Linked DNA regions of Mus musculus: all the other regions are linked to region 3. Evidence: chromatin contacts called from public promoter capture Hi-C data. All regions are on one chromosome and are shown on one strand. Each heading gives the region's core, a stretch centred on a gene start, on an enhancer-like site or on the middle of the called end of the contact. The rest is flanking DNA. Distances are from core to core; before and after follow the strand shown.

Region 1 (5,047 bases), core at 2,449-4,948, 1.6 Mb before region 3:
ATTCTTCACACTCCATTGATAGCACACAGCACTATGCACCCTAAATGAACATGTCAACAACACGACTACAGAATCAACCGATGAATTTCCAGCCTGAACCTGTCACTCCCTAAAACTTGACGAATCAGTGCCCTCCTCAACTGCTCTCCTGACTAGTCAGTCCCCTGAGGCAGGGTCGCTCCTTGAACTTGGCCTAGACTCTCTTGGCTAGGCTGGAAGCCAGCAAGTCCTAGGAATCCTCTGTCCCACTTGGAGCTGGGATTACATGGGTGCTGGGATCAGAACTCTGGTCCTCAGAGCTACACAGAAAGTGCTGCTAGTCACTGAGCCATTTCTCTAGCTCCCTTAAAATAAATCTTTAAATATAATAATTAATACTACACTGGCGATGCACTCGTCCACTTTTTTTCTGAGGAACCCTAACTGATACACTAAAACAGCAAAAGCCAAACGGGTACTTCTTAAAGTCAGTTGATAAACATCTCCATCTTTCTAACTGTTCAACTATGACACAACATGTTAAAGAAATGCTCAGATTGCTATTTCTAAGAATGCAATACCAACACATTAACAATGCTATTATCTCACTATGATCATCAATGATTAATCACTAGCATCGACCCAAATTAGCCCTGACTCAACACAAGCTTTAAGGCGTAGTATAAGCACAGAAAACCAAGCTAAAAATAATCATTTGCAAATGAGTAAGAAAATAGATACAAAAATATTCCACAACAAGGAAAAATGATAACCTTCCTACCATAAGGAGATAAAAATATGTGTAAAAGTAGTCAGCTTAAACATCAGTCATACTGGGATGGAGAGACAGCTCAGCGGGTAAGAGCACTGACTGCTCTTCCAGAGGTCCTGAGTTCAAATCCCTCCAACCACGTGGTGGCTCACAACCATCTGTAATGGGATCTGATGCCCTCTTCTGGTGTGTCTGAAGACAGCTACAGTGTGCTCATATAAACAAAATAAATCTTTTTTTTAAAAAAATTAGTAATACCAATACAGGGAATAAAACCAATGCAGAGTTCCTATACGAACTGAGGGCTCTTTGGCTCACCAAACAACACAGGAAAAGGATATGTCTCTTAAATTGCAGTAACACCTGGAACTCCCAATAGCAATGAACATTTGGTAATAGAATAGAATGCTGTCCACTTCTTAAGTGGATACCTTGGTATATTTTATGCCAAGTGTAAAATATACACCACTAGCAAACTATACACAAATTTCCCTATAAAAATGATCAGCTCTTTCTCAATGACAAATACTCGCAGGATGCCTCCAGTTCTTCTCCTCTTGGCCTCGGCATGATGGACTGCACCCTTCTTAACGGGACTCTGCCGTCTGTGTGGAGGCTCTGAATGCCCTTTGAGTCACTGAGGCCTGAGTCATTGTGGTCACTATGAAAAAAAGAGACTAGTTCAGTGAGAGAGGGGGGGACAAAAGCTGAGCGTAAGAGAAGGATGGAGTCTGTGTCAGCCATGTTGTGTGCTGTGCTATCTCCTAGGCCAAAAAGCTGTGTTCCCCCGGAGCATCTAGTCCTCTGGGCTGGATCAAGTGGCCAGGAATGGCTCTCTAGCTAGGATAAGCAGGTAGCTGACAAAGTACTAGATAATAATAAAACTAATAGCCAAAAGACATGGAACCAACAAACTCAACTGGTTGACACATCGCTAATTGGTAACTACTCAAATGTGAATGCATGCATATGAAGGCTGTTTGCATGATCATGATCTGGGCAGTTCTTCCTCAACAGACATACATCATGCCGCAGAAATAAAAGGAAGGTGTGAGCCCATACACACAAACAACTAGCAACTCTCCGCAGCTAACCAAAAGTCCTCACGAACATAGCTGACTATGAAACACAGCTAAATTATACAGAATGCAAAGAATTTATCTAAAGGGGAAAGCTAAGCAATTATTCAATAATTTCCAGCAACAAATAAGCATTCCACTGATCTCCCAAATCCAAGGCAATCAGACTTCGGACAGGACTCTCAGCTCTACGGCTGGAAACCTGCCTCAGAAGGCAAGCAATTCTTCCCTTTCCAGATGAACACTTCCACCACCCATGAACTATAAAGGCTCACGTATTCTCAAGAGCTTTTTCTCTTATAAAAGTGAAGGGAATAGTGGCTGGGGGGGCTCACAGGTTTTAAATCAAGATTAGATAAAATCAAGCCTTATCAGATAAGCAACAAGTCTACCTCAAAAAACGAAATTAAAGGGCCTGGAGAGATGGTTCAGCCGTTATGAACACTGGCTGCTCTTCCAGAGGACCTCAGTTTGCTTCCTAGCACCCACATGGCAGGCAGCCCACAACTCTAGAGACAGGCACTGTGATGCCCTCTTCTGGTTTCTGAGAACAACAGGCCCACATGTGGTGCCCAGACATACATGCAGGCAATAACACCCATACACATAAAAACAAACAACTTAAAAAAGAAATGAAGAGATGCAAAAAGAAATCAACCCAACAGTTAGCCCCATGACTTCAGAAGACTGCCTTCAATGTCTTCATTAATATGTTAAAGCACTATGTTAGGTGCATCCTGCATTACATCAGCTGTGCCACCCAACAAACCGTTCTTATAATAACTTGTCTCACTGCAGCACAAATCTCAAGTAAGTCAGTGAGATACCGGGTTATGGATAAATGCACAGTGCTTTCTGGTTTGTTTGTATGTTTGTATTTGTTTCTTCAAGTAGTTCAGGTCAGACCACCAAGTAAGATGTAAGTTACCAGTACTGGCAAATACCGGGGGATAAAATTAAGATTGTAACTCTTGGGAAGGGAAACACTTGAAGCAATCAGTATACACCAGCCTCCATCAGTGACAGTACTCTGGCTTTGCCTAGTTATGCTCAGTGTGTGGCAAGAATCCAATCTATTTAACATCTAAAAATGTGTCACCCCATTGAGAAGCAAACAGTAAGTCATAAAGTGCAAACATGAAGGTGCAAGCTTTGTCCAGATACTTACAAGCTCACTCCACGACAAAGGAAGTGGGACAACCTGAACTCCGCAAGGTAGAGAAGAGTCTAAAATGAAAACTTCAGTGGGCTTGCTTGTCTGAATCAAAGACCTAAAGTCCTATTAGTCTGACAAAGCCTGAACGGGAGCTAAGTGAGTAAGAGTTCAGGTTTTCCCTACGAATGTTGGGTATTCCCCTCCGAAGACCACTGGAAGAGGGGAGAAGTCTTAAGAGAAAGAAAGCAATGTATTGCAAAGAAAGCAATGCTGAGCATGCAAGCCTTGGCTGCTCATCTCGCAGATGAGTTAGGTCAAGACGTCCTTCTCATCTTTAACCCCGAGGGTGAAAAGAGCTGCCTCTGGAGCGTCTCCCTGCAAGCCCCCCAAGGCCATCTCGGGCCACCTTCCCTACGAGCCTGGGGACGCGGACACACCCCCATGGAAGATGTCACCTCGGCCTCCTCAGCCCCTCGCAGCCACCCTCCGCCGCCAGCCGTCCTCACCCCGAGATCCCTGCTCTCCCGCCGCGCCGACTCCCGCGTGCCTCCTCGGCCTCCCCGGACCGCGGGGACGCAGCGCCGAGAAGCATCCACACCGACCACGGGCGTCCGGGACACTGAGGCTCCGAACTCTGCTCCAGCCGGAGCTCGCGGATCCTGGCCCGGAGCCGCGCTTCCGCCTGGCGCGGGCCGCGGTCGCCAGCGGGACCGGAAGTCCCGCCTCCGGCTATGGGCCCAGGCCTCCTGCTACTCAAAGCCGCTGCAGCTGGGCTGGGGTGCAGAGGCACATGCATCTCCTGTCTCCGTCTTAGCTGTCACTTAGCCAGTCTACAAATGCTGGGCCAGGTGTCCACTAGATGACTCTGAGACCGACCTCTGAGCCCACATTCTGGTTGAAAGTTGAGCTAAACAAAAGCAGTAGCTAATCAGACACCGCGAAGGACTATGTTTTATTTAATTCATTCAGACTGTTTCTTTTCTCCATCACTCATGAAACAAGAAAATGGTAGACGGAGAACCACACCTTGACACACTGTCTAGTTATCTTTAGCTCTTGTTTTTTGTTAAAACCTACTTTCATGTCAGGACTCTAAGGATAACTAAGAGGCATTGAAGTCAAGGCTGGGGACTCTTGTATCTCCTTATCCTTCACAATGTAGCAATTTTGAATAATTCTCTTTTTCTGCTTTTTACTATTAATTTGGGTCCTTTAATTGGCTTACTGAGGATAGGTGGCTGAACCTGGTGTGTTGGAGCACAGGCTGTAACCCTACAAGAAGCACAATTTGTTGTAACACAGCAGTGCTGTGGGAATGGTATGGTGTGTAGAGTTGAGCAAGAAGACGGACTATAAATAACAATTTCAGTTGAGACTGAATTAAAGAACAAATAAGAGTTAAAGTAGGCAAGGACATGCATAGCAGTATACCAGAAAGTAAGAGCCTGTCTTGTTCAGGCAACTGCATAGAAGTACAGTCAATTAAAGTCCAAGACCTCAAAGGCAAGAAAAAAACATAGACAAGACCAGATGTTGCTGTACTTTCGTAGTGGTTTGTAGATTTGGCCCCCCCAAAGATTCGTGTTTGAATGCATGGCCCACAGGGATTGATACTATTAGAAGATATGTCATTGTTAGAAAAGGTGTGGCCTTGTTGGAGGACATGTGTCACTGTAGGGGTGGGCTTTGAGGACTCCTAGTGCTCAAGCTCTGCCCAGGATGGAAGAAAGGCAAAATGCAGAACCCTCAGCTCCTTTACCAGCACCATGTCTGCCTGGCTGCTGCCATGTTTCCTGCCATGACGATAATGGACTGAACCTCTGAAACTCTAAGCCAGCCCCAATTAAATGTTTGCCTTGGTCCTAGTGTCTATTCACAGCAATGGAACCCTAACTAAGACAACTTTATACCAAATATTTTAGCTTCAAATTTCATACAACAGAGTCAATGGAGTCACCATTAGAATAGACAAAACAGCGGATCCTGGGGTTGCCCAGAGTGACTGTCCTAGCTAACAAAGAAAAGAAAAACCTGAGACTGGGCGTTTTAGCTCAATGATCA
Region 2 (4,528 bases), core at 1,183-3,682, 1.5 Mb before region 3:
CCGTGGTTTATATGTCTTTTAATTTCTTAGGTGCGGCCATTTTCTTTGAATTCAAACATTACAAGCCTAAAAAGAGGTTTACCAGCACTAAGTGTTTTGCCTTCATGGAGATGGATGAAATTAAACCTGGGCCAATCGTAATAGAACTGTAAGTTTTGGGCATAGCAAATGAATGGAACTTAGGGGTCAATCAAGCAGAATATTTTAAACAATAATCTTTCTTTTGTGCTTTCAGATACAAGAAACCCACTGACTTTAAAAGAAAGAAATTGCAATTGTTGACCAAGAAACCACTTTATCTTCATCTACATCAAAGTTTGCACAAGGAATGATCCTGATACAAATAACCAAGAACTTGTGTGAATTTTACCACTCAGAACCCATCATAGCTCTGAGTAGCATAATCACCCTTCAACAGGCAGGAAGTGAGCCCTTCAACAGGCAGGAAGTGAGCCCTACCCACGCCAGCTGACCAAGCGAGTCTATTGCACAGCCGGACCCCAGAACAAAAGTTCAGCACATCACTGACCTATCACTCCTTTGGATACAGGTTTATTGTAGATTTGGAAACGTTTTCACTTTTCTATTAATTGTGCAATGAATAGTCTATTTTCTCATTGCCTCTACTCCCCTGTTTCCCGGACAGCACTGTTGTAGATGTGCAGAACTTCAGACAATGCAGCAATAAGAATGTGCAAGAGTCTACGTCTCTGCTCACTTCTGCTCCAGTATGCTCTTCTGGTTTCAATGCCACGCTGTGAGTTGAAGTGGGTAGAACTGCTCTGAGAGGAACTGGACTAGTTACATTGCCTAGCAAAGTCTCCTTAGAAGAGACCTAGCCTGGTGCCATGGGTCTCCTGCATAGAAAGTGTGACCTGGCCAGATGAGCATCCCACCCTGAGTGTTCCCCGGATGACCAGACTGATTTCCTGAAGAGAGCACGTGTATCGTCAGGTGGATTATCTGCTCTTCTCTATTGTACTGCTAATTCTTTCTGGTAGTTCTAGGGTTAACGTTGGAACCATCTCAGAATAACTATGGATTTGAAAATGTGTTTACAGTATCTTTTAAACTGTATCATTTAGGAACAGTTGAGTCAGATGTCAAGATGTTGCGGGATAACTGCTGCTTTCCTGACCACCCGTTGTGAGACCTTAAGACCCCGTACCTCTCCTTAGTATGCAAAAATCTGGAAAGACTGTCTATTTTTTTTTAATATAGGTAGATAGGATTGCCATTTATTTCCTATTTAGATATACAGTCATTCATCCATATGAAAATATGCAGGTCACTAGTTTATTTTGAATGGACTATTTACTTTTGGTGTAACAAGGCATAAATAAAACTTTGAAAGCACATGATGGATGGTTGTTACACAGAGCATTAGGACTCATGAGGGGCTTTCTGTGGGTTAGACATGCCATATACTTTAATATTCACATGTCAGTGACCTCACCACACCATTCAATATACTTGCTTTTTCAAGTAAATAACCACAAGGAAGATGTCTTAAACTTGTCCTTCAAGAGATCTAGTCTTGGCTTTCATTCAGCACCTACTAGGCCACTGTTTACTAGATGGAGCTTAATAAAAACTGTATTTCAGGTTCAACCTGAAAAAAAATCCACAACCAAATTAATCTTGATTGGGTAGTTCCAACTGCTAAAATCATCCCATCTATAATAGCTCTAGGGGGAGGAGATTTTTGCCTTAAATTAGCTCACTCTCCCACTCAGGCTTTGAGTTGTAGGTCCCCAGGCTGTAAGCTCCTGGGGCAAGAGTTGTAGCTGTCATGGAAGGGTCTAAGGTACTTGGCAGTACTCTGTACCTGGGGAGTACTCAGTACATTTTGTTTGATATTGCTGACTAGACATAAAAATTAATTCCTTAAAACCTATTATTATTAAAACGTAGCAAAGACTGTACATTGTCCTTTCTCATTTCTTACAGATCATAAAAGACAAATAGCAAGGTGGTAATTTTCTGTGCTACAGCACTGATCATTCACACAGCATGGCATATATGAACCACAAATGCCTGCCGTCAGGGTTAATAAAGCACTTTAGTGGAACATGATATTAAAAACTAAAGCTCGCCAGGCACTGGTGGTGCACATCTTTAATCCCAGCACTCGGGAGGCAGAGGCAGGCAGATTTCTGAGTTTGAGGCTAGCCTGGTCTACAGAGTGTGTTCCAGGACAGCCAGGGCTACACAGAGAAACCCTGTCTTGAAAAAAAACCAACTAACCAAAAAAAAAAAAAAAAAATTAAAGCTCAGCTTTAAATCAGACCCGAATGACAAGATTGTCTTAAAGCAGTGAACACAAAAGCACTCCCCACTTCACAAGTTGAGTTTCCGTTGTACTGAGCAATAGCCTTGTCTCTAGCACAGATGCTTTCAAGGTGAGGTGTGGCTCCTTCCTAAAGAGCTTTAGCTATTCAACAGAGAAACAGCGGGAGGGGACTTCTGAAACAAGAACTTTTAAATGGAAGAGTCCGACTCAACTGAGGTATCCTGTCCTCTGTGCCATCCGTAGACAGACAGGCTTCTGTAGCACAGGCCTCGTCAGATGGGGCTGAGGAAAGGCAGTAATCGACTGGCTCAGAGGGCACAGAAATGCTACAACTGAGGGTTCTACACATATTTCTGATGATTTTTATGATGATAGAATAACTAAAGGCCTTTAGAGGGAATATCCTAATTTTGAATATTAAAAAAAAAGGTTTACCTTTACTATTTGTCTTCTTAGCTTGTATAATTTTTATTTTATATGCCTTCTAAATTTAGGTTAGTCAAGATAGCTGAGGCAGGAGGATAGCAAGTTTGATCAAGCCTGGACTATATAGGTGAGACCTTATCTTTAAAAAAAAAAAAGGTAAAAATTATAAACTATATTTTTACTATTTTGTGTCCCAAGATTGACAGATACTTTCAAGAAGTTGTGTTTGCAATTTAATATTATTTTTATATGGTTAAAAATGGCATGTGTGGCTAAAGAGATGGTTCAGGAGTTAAAAAGCACTTTTTGATCTTGCAGAGAACCGGGGTTCAGTTCCCAGCACCCACATGATGGCTCACAACTGCCTGTAACTCCAGTTATGGGGATCTAGTGCCCTCTTCTGGCCCCATGGGTACCAGACACAACACATGTTGCACATACATACATGCAAGCATGCAAGCAAAATGCATGTGCATAGCATAGAAAATAAAGTTTCAAATTATATATACTCTCCTGTGCATTTTCTTATAAAATCTTGTGTAATTCTGGATTGGGGTCAGGCAGGCTGAACTCTTACTCCCTTGGACCTCCTGCATTCAGAGAACCTGTCTTTGTATGTCTTCAGTCATCGAAGATTTTATTTCACATTGAAGCTTTTGCTCATTTTTTTCAAAATCTCCAGTGGATTTAACTTCCCAGCAGTGGCATGATGTGCCCTTGGTTTCAGTCATTGCTTCACAGGACTTTAGAGAGTGCAGTGTCACAGTGAGCTGTTTTCACTTGTTATAGCTTTAATTACTGCAGCTTACACGGCTGCAGCAATTCACCTCGCTCACAACAGCCGTGTTACTGAGCTCAGCCCGTAGTTCAGGATGTACACTGGTTTTCTGATCTTTCTGCCTTATGGCAGCTTCCTGATTCTTTGCCATACTCCTTGAAAATCAGCTGCAAGGTGATATGAGAGAAAACAGAATAGACATTTCTAAAAAGAAATGATCTTACAGTCATGGCATATGATTTTTATCTTGTTAGTCACCCTTAGCGAAAGAATGGTTTTAAAAGCAACAAAATACCAGGTCGAATAATTTTATGTCAATTTTTTCCCCACACGTGCTGCAGCATGTGTGTGTGTGTGTAGGTCGTGGGAAGTGGTTCTCTTCACTAGGTGGGTCCAAGGAGTCAAACTCAAGCTGTCAGGCTTGGCAATAAGTGTCTTTACCTGCTGAACCATCTTATTGGCCCAAATAATTTTTTTTTTCTTTCAGTTTTTGAGACAGATTCTATGTAGCTCTGGCTGTCCTGGAACTCAGATATATGCCTGCCTTTGCCTCTCAGGTGCTGGGATTAAAGATGTGAGCCACCACACCCACTCCAAATAATTCTTGATAGTAGTACAAATTCATTCATTCTCAAGCTATGAGCACCAAGAAAGGGCAGTCATCTAGAATGAGTGGGGCCTCTGGCTTATTTGAAAGCAGAGAGGGGGTTGGAGAGATGGCTCAGCGGTTAAGAGCACTGACTGTTCTTCCAAAGGTCCCGAGTTCAAATCCCAGCAATCACATGGTGGCTCACAACCATCTGCAATGAGATCTGGCGCCCTCTTATGGTGTGTCTGAAGACAGCTACACTGTACTCATATATAATAAATAAATAAATCTTTTTTTAAAACAAGAAAAGAAGAGGAAAAAAAGAAGAGGAAATTCCTGGTAGAGCTCACTGATGACTTTGAAGGAGAACTCAACATTGTCACATGGGATGTACACAGCCCACCACTGTAGTTCCAGAAGTATAGTTGTCAGGTTTCCCAAA
Region 3 (4,659 bases), core at 1,244-3,743:
CCTGTGCGCTCCTTAGGTTCCTGTATCACACAGAAAAAGTGACTGCTGTACTCGCCTAGATCTGAATTCAAACCCCCTAGAACAAGCTGGGTTTGTGACCCCCCCAAGAAATACTCATCCTGTCCAATACTGTCTTGCTAAACCCACAGGATGGGGACGGTCATAGCTAGCCCACAAAACCAACCGTAGGTGGGCAAACTTACAGGACAGGTTTTAGCCCAATGTCTAACACATAACCATTTCTCTGCCTTTCCCTCCACCTCAAACCACACCATCCAGAGAGGAAGCTGATCCTGCTGAGCACGGTGGGACAGGCCTATAACCCTAGCACTTGGGAAACAGAAGCAGACCGATCCCTACAAGTTCAAGGCCAACCTTATCTACACAGCAAGCCAGAGTTCAGGACAGTCAGAGCAATGTAGGGAGATCTTTTATTTAAAAAAAAAAAAAGGAAAAAATGAAAGAAAGAATGTATTGCTCAAAACGAGAGATGCAGTTCTATTTACTTCATTGAATCCCCAGGGAGCAGAAAAAAGCAGGGCAAAGGACACCTTTTCTCCCTACACCAGCAACATCACAGGCAAGCCATGATAATCTCAGTGAGGCACACGCCATGCTCTGATGATCTGAGGAAACAGGTCGGTCGGTACTGGTTGCCTGTGAGATACCCCAGGGTTCCTAGGTGAGAGGAAAGATGCTCACATCTGCCTTGCCACCTCTGGTTAACACGGTGGGCCTCAGAACCCCCTGGGTGTTGTACAGTATCCAGTACCAGGTACCCAAGGTCTTCCTGACCGCAGAGATCTTAACCTCCACACTTTAATAAACTCTAAACATCTTTCTCACAATGATCTCGCAGGAAACCATTTCATTATAGCAGAACAATCCCCTGGGGGGATTCTCCATTCTTGGTGATTTCAATTCATTTGGACAGGGATGGGACTCTCGAGGAATGGTAGTATTTTATTTCATTTTATTTCATTTCAGTATATACACAAGTTTTCATATAGCTCAGGCAGGCCTTGAACCCAAATCTACAGCTTCCCTGGAAGTGACCTTGAACTTCTGATCCTCCTGTGTGGAAATGACTGGCATGTGCCACCATGCCTCCCTTGGATGCTGGAGGATAAAATTCAGGGCTTCACGAACCCTTGGCAAACACTCTCTCCTACCAACGGAGCTATATCCCCAGGCCCTCAGTAAATGATAATTTAAACCCAAACCTCCCAGCATTGCAAACATAGGCCGCCAATGAGGAATGGAAAATCCATGAGCGGAATTCCTGATCTATAAATTTATTCTGTAGCAGAACTAAACTCTTTTTTTTTATTCTAACCTCCTTTATTATTATTTCATACCCGTTTGTGACTAGCTCTCTATCGCCATCTACCACAACCCCTCCCTCGCCCCACCCCCGGCAAACCGTGTAATTCTGCTCCTTACTCGTTCAAGTGGTCACCAGAACTAGAGGGAAGGCCCGATGTTCTTGAAAACGCTCAGCCAATGGCATTTTATATTTCTAGTGTCCTACAGTTAGGAGAGCTGTACGGACAGCTGACAGGGGAGTCTCCCCCCCCCCCCCCACCCCCCAGGGTTCCAGGAATGCTCCAACTCAGTTTTCCAAAACTACTTTAGCCAGAAGCACGGGCTTCGCAGCTAAAGGATCAAAGCTCGACAGCCCAGAGAATTCAGGCAACAAGCCTCAGTTCTGTGAAGCCGAAAGGGGTGGGGGCCGAAATCCAGGCGCTCTGTTTCGCTTTAGAGTAAATTTGCATGTGGTAAAACTAAAATTCTCCTCCCGGAAGGTCTCCCCACAGACATATTTGGGCTTGCAAACTTAGATTTCAACTTGAACACGCTCGTCAATGTGCACCGTGCTGTAACTGCTGTCATCTCTTTCCCATATGTGTGTTTCCCAGAAGCAACAAACCCTTACTTTCTAGGTTTGGGGAGAACACAGCTTGCAGTACGGAACTCCTCTCTCGACTTGCTCCAGGCTCAGGCTCACAAAGTTTGCACTCACCGAGGGGCGCCTGGTTCCAGGTCTCACACTTCCGAGCAAGGATAGGCAAGGCCCCACCTCCCTCGCCCCGGCCCATTCGCGCCCGGTGCAGTGCGGGGCTCGGCGTACCTGTCGCGCACTTTGCCACAGCGCAGCCCCATGTCCGTGCACTCGGTCTCACACACCGACACCCCCTTGCAGGACTTGATCGGGTAGATCCAAACCTTCGACACCGTGCCCACCTGCTGCAGCTGCCGGCGCCGCCGGGGACGCGTGCGACGCCAAGCTACGGTCCCCAGCGCCACCGCAGCCAGCCCCAGCGCGGCGACGCCGAGCCAGGTGGACCGCGGCTGCCCAGGGAGGCCGAGGCGAGCCAGAGCCGTAGAGCTGGAGGAACCCATGTTACACTATCCCGGGCAGGCCTGGGCTACTGGGCCGCGGTGTCGAGGCGGGGCTTAAGGCTCCGGGAGTGTGGGAGGAGCCAGGGTTGGCGCAGCCGCACTGCCTGTCAAACTTATGCTGCTCACGTCCAGATCAGTGTCGGCGGAGCCTGGCCCACGCCCATCGCGGGTGACAGCGTGGGGTGGTCACTTTCATTTTACTTTGTCTCTGTCCGCCTTTAAAGTGATCCCTCCCCCCATGACTCTTCAACCTGCTACACTCATTAACCCTTTTGCTTCTAAAAGGAGCACACTCAATTGTGCAAGAAGCTGCTGCACTGAAATGAAGCAGAATGGAGGAATGTTTCCTGGGGACAACTTTGGGATAGGTCTCCCGAAGATCGCGCAACTCTCTGGAACGCTCGGCTTCCATCTCTGCAGGTAGAGACAAAACTACTGGCGCGGCTTCTGGCAGCGTGACCTGAGGTTACAGGTACACCAGCCAATTAAGACAGCGCAAGGAAGGGAAAGGCTGCCAGAGCTTACCACTTGCTGAGGTCCGAATAGAGGACTCTGGTCGACTTTTCTCAGACAACGATCTAAACGGAATCCAAATGTCAGGCTTTGGCTAAGAGATAGCCCCAAGTTCAAGATCACGGTGGGCTATTGATGGCCAGGACCTGTCTCAGAAGCATCAATGATTAACTCATCAGTTGAAAGCCGCTCAACCCATAAAGGTCCTGGCTGCCAACACTGACATCTCGAATTCAGTCCCTGGGAGCCATGTGATAGAAGGGAGGGAACCATTTCTTGAACAAACAGAGAGAGTGGGAGGGAGAAGGAGAGGGGGACTGGGAAGGGGAGGGGAAGACTGAGACAAGAGACACGAGAGAGGAGAGGGTGGGAGGTGTACATGGAGAGACAGAAAGAGGAGACAGGGGGAGAATAAACGCTAAATAAATAAATGGCGAAATGACTCAGTGGTTAAGAGCACCCAGATGGACTCCCAGTACTTACATAGCAGATCGTATCTGTCTGCAATTCCAGTGCCAAGAGACCCCCACTCTCTCTGCCCCCTGCAGACCCCCACTCTCTCTGCCCCCTGCAGACCCCCACTCTCTCTGCCCCCCGCAGATAGCTGGAACACAGGTGGTACTCAGGCATACATGCGGGCAAAAACATCCACATACTTAAAATAAAAATAAAAATTTTAAAATAGCCAAGGGCTTAGAATGTTGAATTCTGCTGCGTGGACAGTCACCAGAGACGACAGACTTCTGCATGGGAGGAAAGACAGGACAGAGCCCCAACCTCTGTAACTGGCAGAGCAAGTGTGTTTGCTTCTGATAGGTGACACAGACTGAGAGAGCCTACCCATGTAGCACGTGTTCCCCCCCCCCTTCTCTGCCCCTTCACTTTCCCTCTGAAAAGCTCAATGCCTACTAGATCTGAGCTCATCCCCACTACAGACACACACTCTGTCAATAGTTACTTGATGGATAAAACCCAGGCTTCACAGTTTAACTGATGTCTGCCATTATTTTGTAAAAATTTCATTCAAGCAGACTACTGGGATAAGAACAGACTTTCTTACATAGGATGGGAGTTGGTTTATTTTTCAAAGGATGGTTCTTTGCATCAAGACATAATCTGTCCAAGGCCTCTTGAGGAGGCCAATCTGTTGTCCCCTCCAAAGTAGGACTAAGCCACCTGCTGGAGAAGAGGTTTTTTTTTTAAGAAAAACATTTGCTTAAACCAGTGTGTGTGCACATGTGTGTGTGCACATGTGTGTGTGTGTGTAGCCACATTTCCACTTACATCTTCATGCATTAGCATCTCATAAGCATCTTAAATCTCTTCCCAGGAGTATGTGTTATATAGTATTATAATGACCTATATATGGGTTACCTACAAATTCTAGAGCACTGGTTCTCAACCGTCCTAATGCTGAGACCCTTAAATGCAGTTCCTCGTGTTGTGGTGACCCCCAGCCATAAAATTATTTCATTGCTACTCATAACTATAATTTTGCTACTGTCAGGAACCACAATGTCAATATCTAATAAGCAGGTGTCTGAAGTGTGGCCCTAATGAAAGGGTCATTTGACTCACAGGTCGGGAACCACTTCTCTAGAGCATGACATTAGTGGGCATAGCGGAGTGGGGGTCGCTCCAGCTGCTCCCTGCCACTTTGCTCTTTTTGTTCCTGATTCTGTAAGGTTTCCAGGCCTCACTCTCTGCTCTGCTCTCCAACATCTTATGTCCCATGCCTGGACA
Region 4 (5,242 bases), core at 1,064-3,563, 1.9 Mb before region 3:
TAGCATCAAGAACAAGGGGCTGGAGAGAAAGCTCAGTGGTTAAGAGCACTGGCTGCTCTTCCAGAGAACCCAAGTGCAGTTACCAGCACCCACATCTAGCTATTCATAACCTCCTGGAACTGCAGCTTCAGGGGATTTGACGTCTTTTTTGTGGCCACCACAGGCACACACACACACATACACACACATACACACCACACAAACCAGGAGTAGTAAAGAACTAAATGTGAATCCAGGAGAAGACCCAAATTCAAAGGTCAACGTTCAGTTTTTACTGAATGCAAGTTACTTTTGCACCATGACACACAGACATATATATGTGTGTGTGTATGTGTGTGTGTGCATGCATATATATATGTATATGTGTGTATATATATACATATATATATGCATACATATACACACACACATATACACACACACACATATATATACACACACACACATAGAGAGATATAGATTCACAAAGAGAACCACCATAAATTGGAGACTATCTAGAAGTGTTAGGTGCGTTCCTTTTGAAGATGTGATGTGAGAAAGGATGGGGAGCTATTGGCCAAGGCAAAACCATGAAGAAAGAACACTCCAGCTACTGCATTTCATTCTGACAATGAGTCCTGGAGCCCAATAACCAGAATAATTATCCCACATCAGGTGTCAATTAGGGTGGGGCCTTAGGCGGTCCCTTTCCATATTCCTAGCACTCCTGGGATAAATCCCCTCTGGTTTTAGGAAGGCAGTAAATGGCACCCAGCCCTCCCTGGCATTGTTCTCAGTCCCACCCACATTATAGGAAGGCCCTACCTCCTGGGCTTACAAGCCTCCTCCTCCCAGCTGCAGAGCAGGTAGGCAGGGTTGCAGTTCCATCCCTCTGCACTCAGCTTTCGAGAGCCACTTGAGGCAACTTGTCACATGGGCTTCAAGCTGCCAGCCGAGGAGGGAGCTGAGAAGACTGTATAATGAGATCTTCCTTGGTAATTAAGTGCTGGGCTTTGTTTTAACCTATCTCTCCTGCCCTGCTTGATCATATCACCTAGCTGTCAGGCCACGCTGGAGAGTGTGAATCAACCTGGGATTACACCCCAGCTGCAAGAGGCAGCTGTCAGCTTTTGCCCAACCTCCATGCGACCCCAGTCTTACTGCAGACTGTGACACTTCTGTCCTTGAACTGGGTTTCACCCCCAGAAAGCGACTGACTTCGCCACCTTCCTATACAAATCCCTTCCTTTTAACACTCCTGCAGCAGCAGGCTCCTGACTTTTCTTTCCTTCAGCATGTCCCTTTCCAGAAAGCAGATCAACTCTCAACCCCACAACACCCCGCCCCCTCCTCCTAGGAGCAGGTGGAGGGTGGGAAGGAAAAGGGAAGTGAAGCCAGAAGGGCTCACAGGCCGGAAAGCTCTTGCGTTCTCTGAGGGAAATCACAACTTCCTTCCCTGGCCTTCAGTCACAGGCAGTAGCCTTTGCTGATCCAAATCTGACCTTCAGATATTTAGTATGGGGCAGGGGGTATAGTGCTTGTGGAAGCATGAGGACCAGAGTTCAATCCCTAACACACAAGTAAAGTCCACAGGCATGGTGATGGTACCTGCCTGTAACCCCAGTGCTGGGGAGGTAGAGCATCCAGTATCCCTGGGGCTTGTTAACCAGCTTAGCATTTTTGGTGAGTTCCAGGCCAGTGGGAGATCCTGTCTCAATAACTCAATAAACAAGATAGACAGCTCCTGATGAATGATGTGCATGTGTGGGCGTGTACACACACACACACACACACACACACACACACACACACACACACCTTCAATAGTTAAAATAGAAGGCGTAGCCAAGTAGTAGAGGGCAAAATGACAGCCAGCTTCACCCCTCAGCATCATATCTTCAAGATTTGGCACAGATCAAAGAGCACAGGCAAGAACAGAAGTAACTGCCCCGATCAGGACTTGCTGCGCTGGCCGTGTGTACAGTGCATCAGGATAGGATCTAGGCCGCCTTCCCTGGGTCAGTGCAGGCCTATGTTATCTCGATGGACAGTTAGGGGTAGCTACAAAAATCACAACAGGCCCTCTGCCTCCTGTGCTGGGCTCCATGATAGCCAATACCTACCGTCTGCCCCAGCTCTACTTTCTTTCCTACCTCAGTTACAAGGTCATTGCAGCAGAGATAGAGGTCTCCTCCCTGGCAAGAAAGCAGAGAGGTACCTAGGCTGAGGTACTTTGCCCAGAACTCAGAAAAGACAAGCATGGTCCACAGAGAAAGCCTGATCAAGAGTTGTGGGCGGGGCTCCAGCAGCGGGCGGTGTTTCCCTCTCCTCCCCGCTCTCCTGCTTTCCCGAGCCCAGCGGCAGCTTTGGTGCCTGGAGCCGAGTGAGGTCAGTCCTGGAGCCTGTGTTGTGGGAATCCCGCTTGGGAGGTGAGAGCCTTGTAGTTGCAAGGGGTCCAGCAGGGGGTTCCCTGAGACCGGAAGGGGCCCGGGACGTTGCTGGACACGTTAGTGCCCCCGCCCCTCTCTCTTCCTCCTGGCTTCGTCCTGAACCCTTTCAACTCTCTTTCCTGCCTGTGCTCTCTGCCACTCAGTGCCACGGAAACTGGGGTCCCTCGGCCCAGCGAGCTGAGAGTAAGCAGAGTGCCCAGCGGGACAATTCTAGGATTGACAAGTCACTTGCATGCTGGCTTTGGGACAAGGTTCCCTAGTTCTCTCTTCTGGCTTTCACCTTTGGCCCCACCCTCTGGAAGAGACAGGTATTTAACGCGCGCGGAGTCCGTTCTCTTGCTGTCTTCCTTGGAAAGAGGAAGTCGACAGTCACCATCAATTGAGCTATGGACACCTTAAAAAGACACTGCAGTCAGTGAAGTCCTTGGACACCCTCCGGGGCAGGGAGAAGTAGGGCAGCTGGCCCCGAGGCTGTGAAGAAAGAACTCCATCAGCCTTTGGCAATTACAGCCATTACAGTCATGGCTCTGCTCCGTAAACCACCACGGCTGGAATAGTGGTTGTTTCCTGAAGTGGGGTGGTTGGTTGTCTTGGGAGAGAGAAAGTCTCCCCAGGAAGGCTGCTGAGACCTTGAGGAATGGGAATGCATGGGGATTGCTTTCTCCCATTGGTGGGCTAGCCTTGTAATTAGCTAGTGTCTGGAACACGGCAGTCTAGCGCTGTGCGGCATGGGCCTGCAGCTTAACCGCAGGGCCTTTTATGAAGTGTTATTGAGGGTTAACCCCCTCAAGCACATGAACAATGCATTCCTCCTGTCCCGTACCTGGAAGGGGGTGTGGATGCTGACCTGCCACTGTCACACACATGTGGCTTGGTCTCTTTCCTCTGCCTTTCCTCAGAGGACACAACTCTGAATAGTTTGTTCAAGGTGTGTAGATCTTGACTCTGTTCACCTTATTCTTTGGGGGCAGAAACCAATCGTGAGGAACATCCAGCATGCTATGCAGTCAGGAGGGAACCCTGGGTTCTGCTATGCTAAATGCTTAGCCTTTCACATTGTGGTAGGATTCTTGGGGTGCCCCCGACGAGGGGTCCAGGCCAACGTTAATGATGGGGCGGTACAAGAAGAGTCCCTATTATAGTAATCAGGATGACTTAGTTCATTCATATGGGCTTGATGGACATCCTGGAAGACACTTCCATCCTAATTGATGGCCCAGGTTCACTCTCTTCTATCCTTTGCTGCTCAAACCTTTCTGATTCCACTGTGTGACTGCAAAGCTAATCTCGTCGGGTCTTAGCTTTGTCTGAGGAGGAAAGCCCTCTCCTGGGGCGATGTCTCTAACACAAAGGGTTCTTGGATAACTCCTGGTGGCGGCTTCTTCAGCTTTGTAGCTCTGCTGAGGATTGGAAGCAGTTATTGTGTCTGCCCTCCCTTGCTTTTAGTCCTATGGAGCAAGAGTTCCTGCCCTGCCAAATTCCTGTCCCCTGACGTGTTTGCTTCTTCTTCAGTTTGTGGAAAAGAATGTGGTGACAGACCTTCCAGGCGTTGGGGCCTCCCCGCCCTGGTACCATAGTTTTCTGAGCTGTGAGCCACAGCCTATGATGTCCTCAGCTCTGTGGGACAAAGACAAGGTTGGAGCATGGCTCCCACGGTTCTGAACTGTCCAGGTGTAGCTGGGAAGATAAAACCCCACACCTGTGAGACAATTAGAACGAAGTCAAGGCAAAACCATATAGCGGTGTCTGATAACTCCAAGAGGTAGGGTGTGGGGGGCTGGAAAAGGCAGAGTACACTCGAAAAAGCTGAGTGTTCAGAAGCTCAACTTAGAAAGCACAGTCAAGGATCAGCCAGGCAGAAGGCTAGCCTGGAGCTCGGGGCAAGCAGGCACTCCTGCTGACCACATGCCCTCCTCCCTGTACAGCTCCTGTTACATATCCTCTGTGTGTGTGTGTGTGTGTGTGTGTGTGTGTGTATCTCCATGCAGTATCTCTCCACCCACAACACTGGCTTCTCTCATTGTTTTGACTGTGCCTCATTTTTCTCTTTGTGCTTTCTCTCTTCTGCTCAGAAAATCTAATTCTTTTAGAGACTCGGTGTATTCCAGACTATCCTGCAATTCTATGTATCCCAGGCCGGCCTTAACGTCCTCATGCTGCTATCCCAGTCTCCCAAGAGCTGGGATTATAGGTAGGCATGTACATAAGGGCAGGTGCCCACAGAGGCCAGAAGAGGCCATCAGATCCCCTGAACTTGGAGTCATGGGTCGCTGTGAGCTGCCAGAAGTGAATGTCAGGAGGTCACCTGGGTTGTCTGCAGCAATAACCGCTCTTAACTGCTGAGCCATCTCTCACTGGCCCTGAACTTTACCTTACAACGGCGAGGCGCTTTCCCTTTTACACCAGTTACTAGCACTGGTAATCCTGGGGAACGCGTAAGCAGGCACTCAGAGTCGCTTAGGACTGTCACTGTCCTAAGGCCTGAGAGTGGTGAATGGTGAGCCAGGATTCACACTCAGCGTGCCTGGCTAGAGATTCATATACTTAAAACCCCTTTGTTGTGACACTCCAGACAAGTGAGCTGGCCCCTCGCTGTAGGCTCATGTTCACATCCCTGACACCGTCATCCAGTGTCACCAGACCAGTTCTCTAGCTGGACTCATTTCAATGTGGTTTAGACACTCTCATAGTCAATGAGTAACTCAGAGGCCAATAAATACATGTGAGAGATACTGCAGGAGGCCCAGGCGCCTGAGCTGTGTCCCCTCTCATGTCCCCTTCATACCCACCCTGATTTAGAGAAAGGAACACCC

Evidence for each region. Promoter capture Hi-C pulls out the DNA fragments that hold promoters and counts their contacts.
Region 1: a contact with region 3 is called in a promoter capture Hi-C map of pre-B cells, with 23 times the contacts expected there. The contact joins the promoter of Disp1 here to the promoter of Mtarc2 in region 3. A contact is called at or near these places in 4 of 39 promoter capture datasets (the C10 cell line, embryonic stem cells, liver and 1 more), 2 of 115 datasets of contacts at active chromatin or transcription factors (cardiomyocytes and large pre-B cells) and 1 of 9 other capture datasets (adipose tissue).
Region 2: a promoter capture Hi-C map of embryonic stem cells shows a contact between it and region 3, with 4 times the contacts expected there. The contact joins the enhancer-like site here to the promoter of Mtarc2 in region 3. A contact is called at or near these places in 2 of 39 promoter capture datasets (cranial neural crest and embryonic stem cells), 4 of 115 datasets of contacts at active chromatin or transcription factors (astrocytes, embryonic midbrain, large pre-B cells and 1 more) and 1 of 9 other capture datasets (liver).
Region 4: a contact with region 3 is called in a promoter capture Hi-C map of embryonic stem cells, with 26 times the contacts expected there. The contact joins the promoter of Tlr5 here to the promoter of Mtarc2 in region 3. A contact is called at or near these places in 2 of 39 promoter capture datasets (embryonic stem cells and pre-B cells) and 3 of 115 datasets of contacts at active chromatin or transcription factors (embryonic stem cells, hepatocytes and large pre-B cells).

What each region holds. Positions count from the first base shown.
Region 1 is chr1:183,217,831-183,222,877 of GRCm38.p6, forward strand. It overlaps Disp1 (dispatched RND transporter family member 1), which reads right to left and starts at 3,699. Exons shown (of 10, transcript NM_026866.3): 1 at 3,493-3,699.
Region 2 is chr1:183,322,254-183,326,781 of GRCm38.p6, forward strand. It overlaps Aida (axin interactor, dorsalization associated), which reads left to right. Exons shown (of 10, transcript NM_181732.4): 9 at 31-148; 10 at 236-2,248. The coding sequence ends at 332. It overlaps Mia3 (melanoma inhibitory activity 3), which reads right to left. Exons shown (of 26, transcript NM_177389.3): 26 at 3,983-4,528. Among named protein-coding and RNA genes, the nearest start is that of Gm34102, 21 kb to the right of the region's middle. Within about 2 kb of position 2,433, at least 1 of the 459 cell types and tissues checked has an H3K27ac peak or open chromatin away from gene starts, as enhancers often do. A contact at or near this core is called in embryonic stem cells, where this site is marked.
Region 3 is chr1:184,843,415-184,848,073 of GRCm38.p6, forward strand. It overlaps Mtarc2 (mitochondrial amidoxime reducing component 2), which reads right to left and starts at 2,494. Exons shown (of 8, transcript NM_133684.4): 1 at 2,132-2,494. The coding sequence starts at 2,403. It overlaps Gm34451 (a long non-coding RNA gene), which reads left to right and starts at 2,433. Exons shown (of 2, transcript XR_865818.3): 1 at 2,433-2,823.
Region 4 is chr1:182,952,475-182,957,716 of GRCm38.p6, forward strand. It overlaps Tlr5 (toll-like receptor 5), which reads left to right and starts at 2,314. Exons shown (of 4, transcript NM_016928.3): 1 at 2,314-2,408.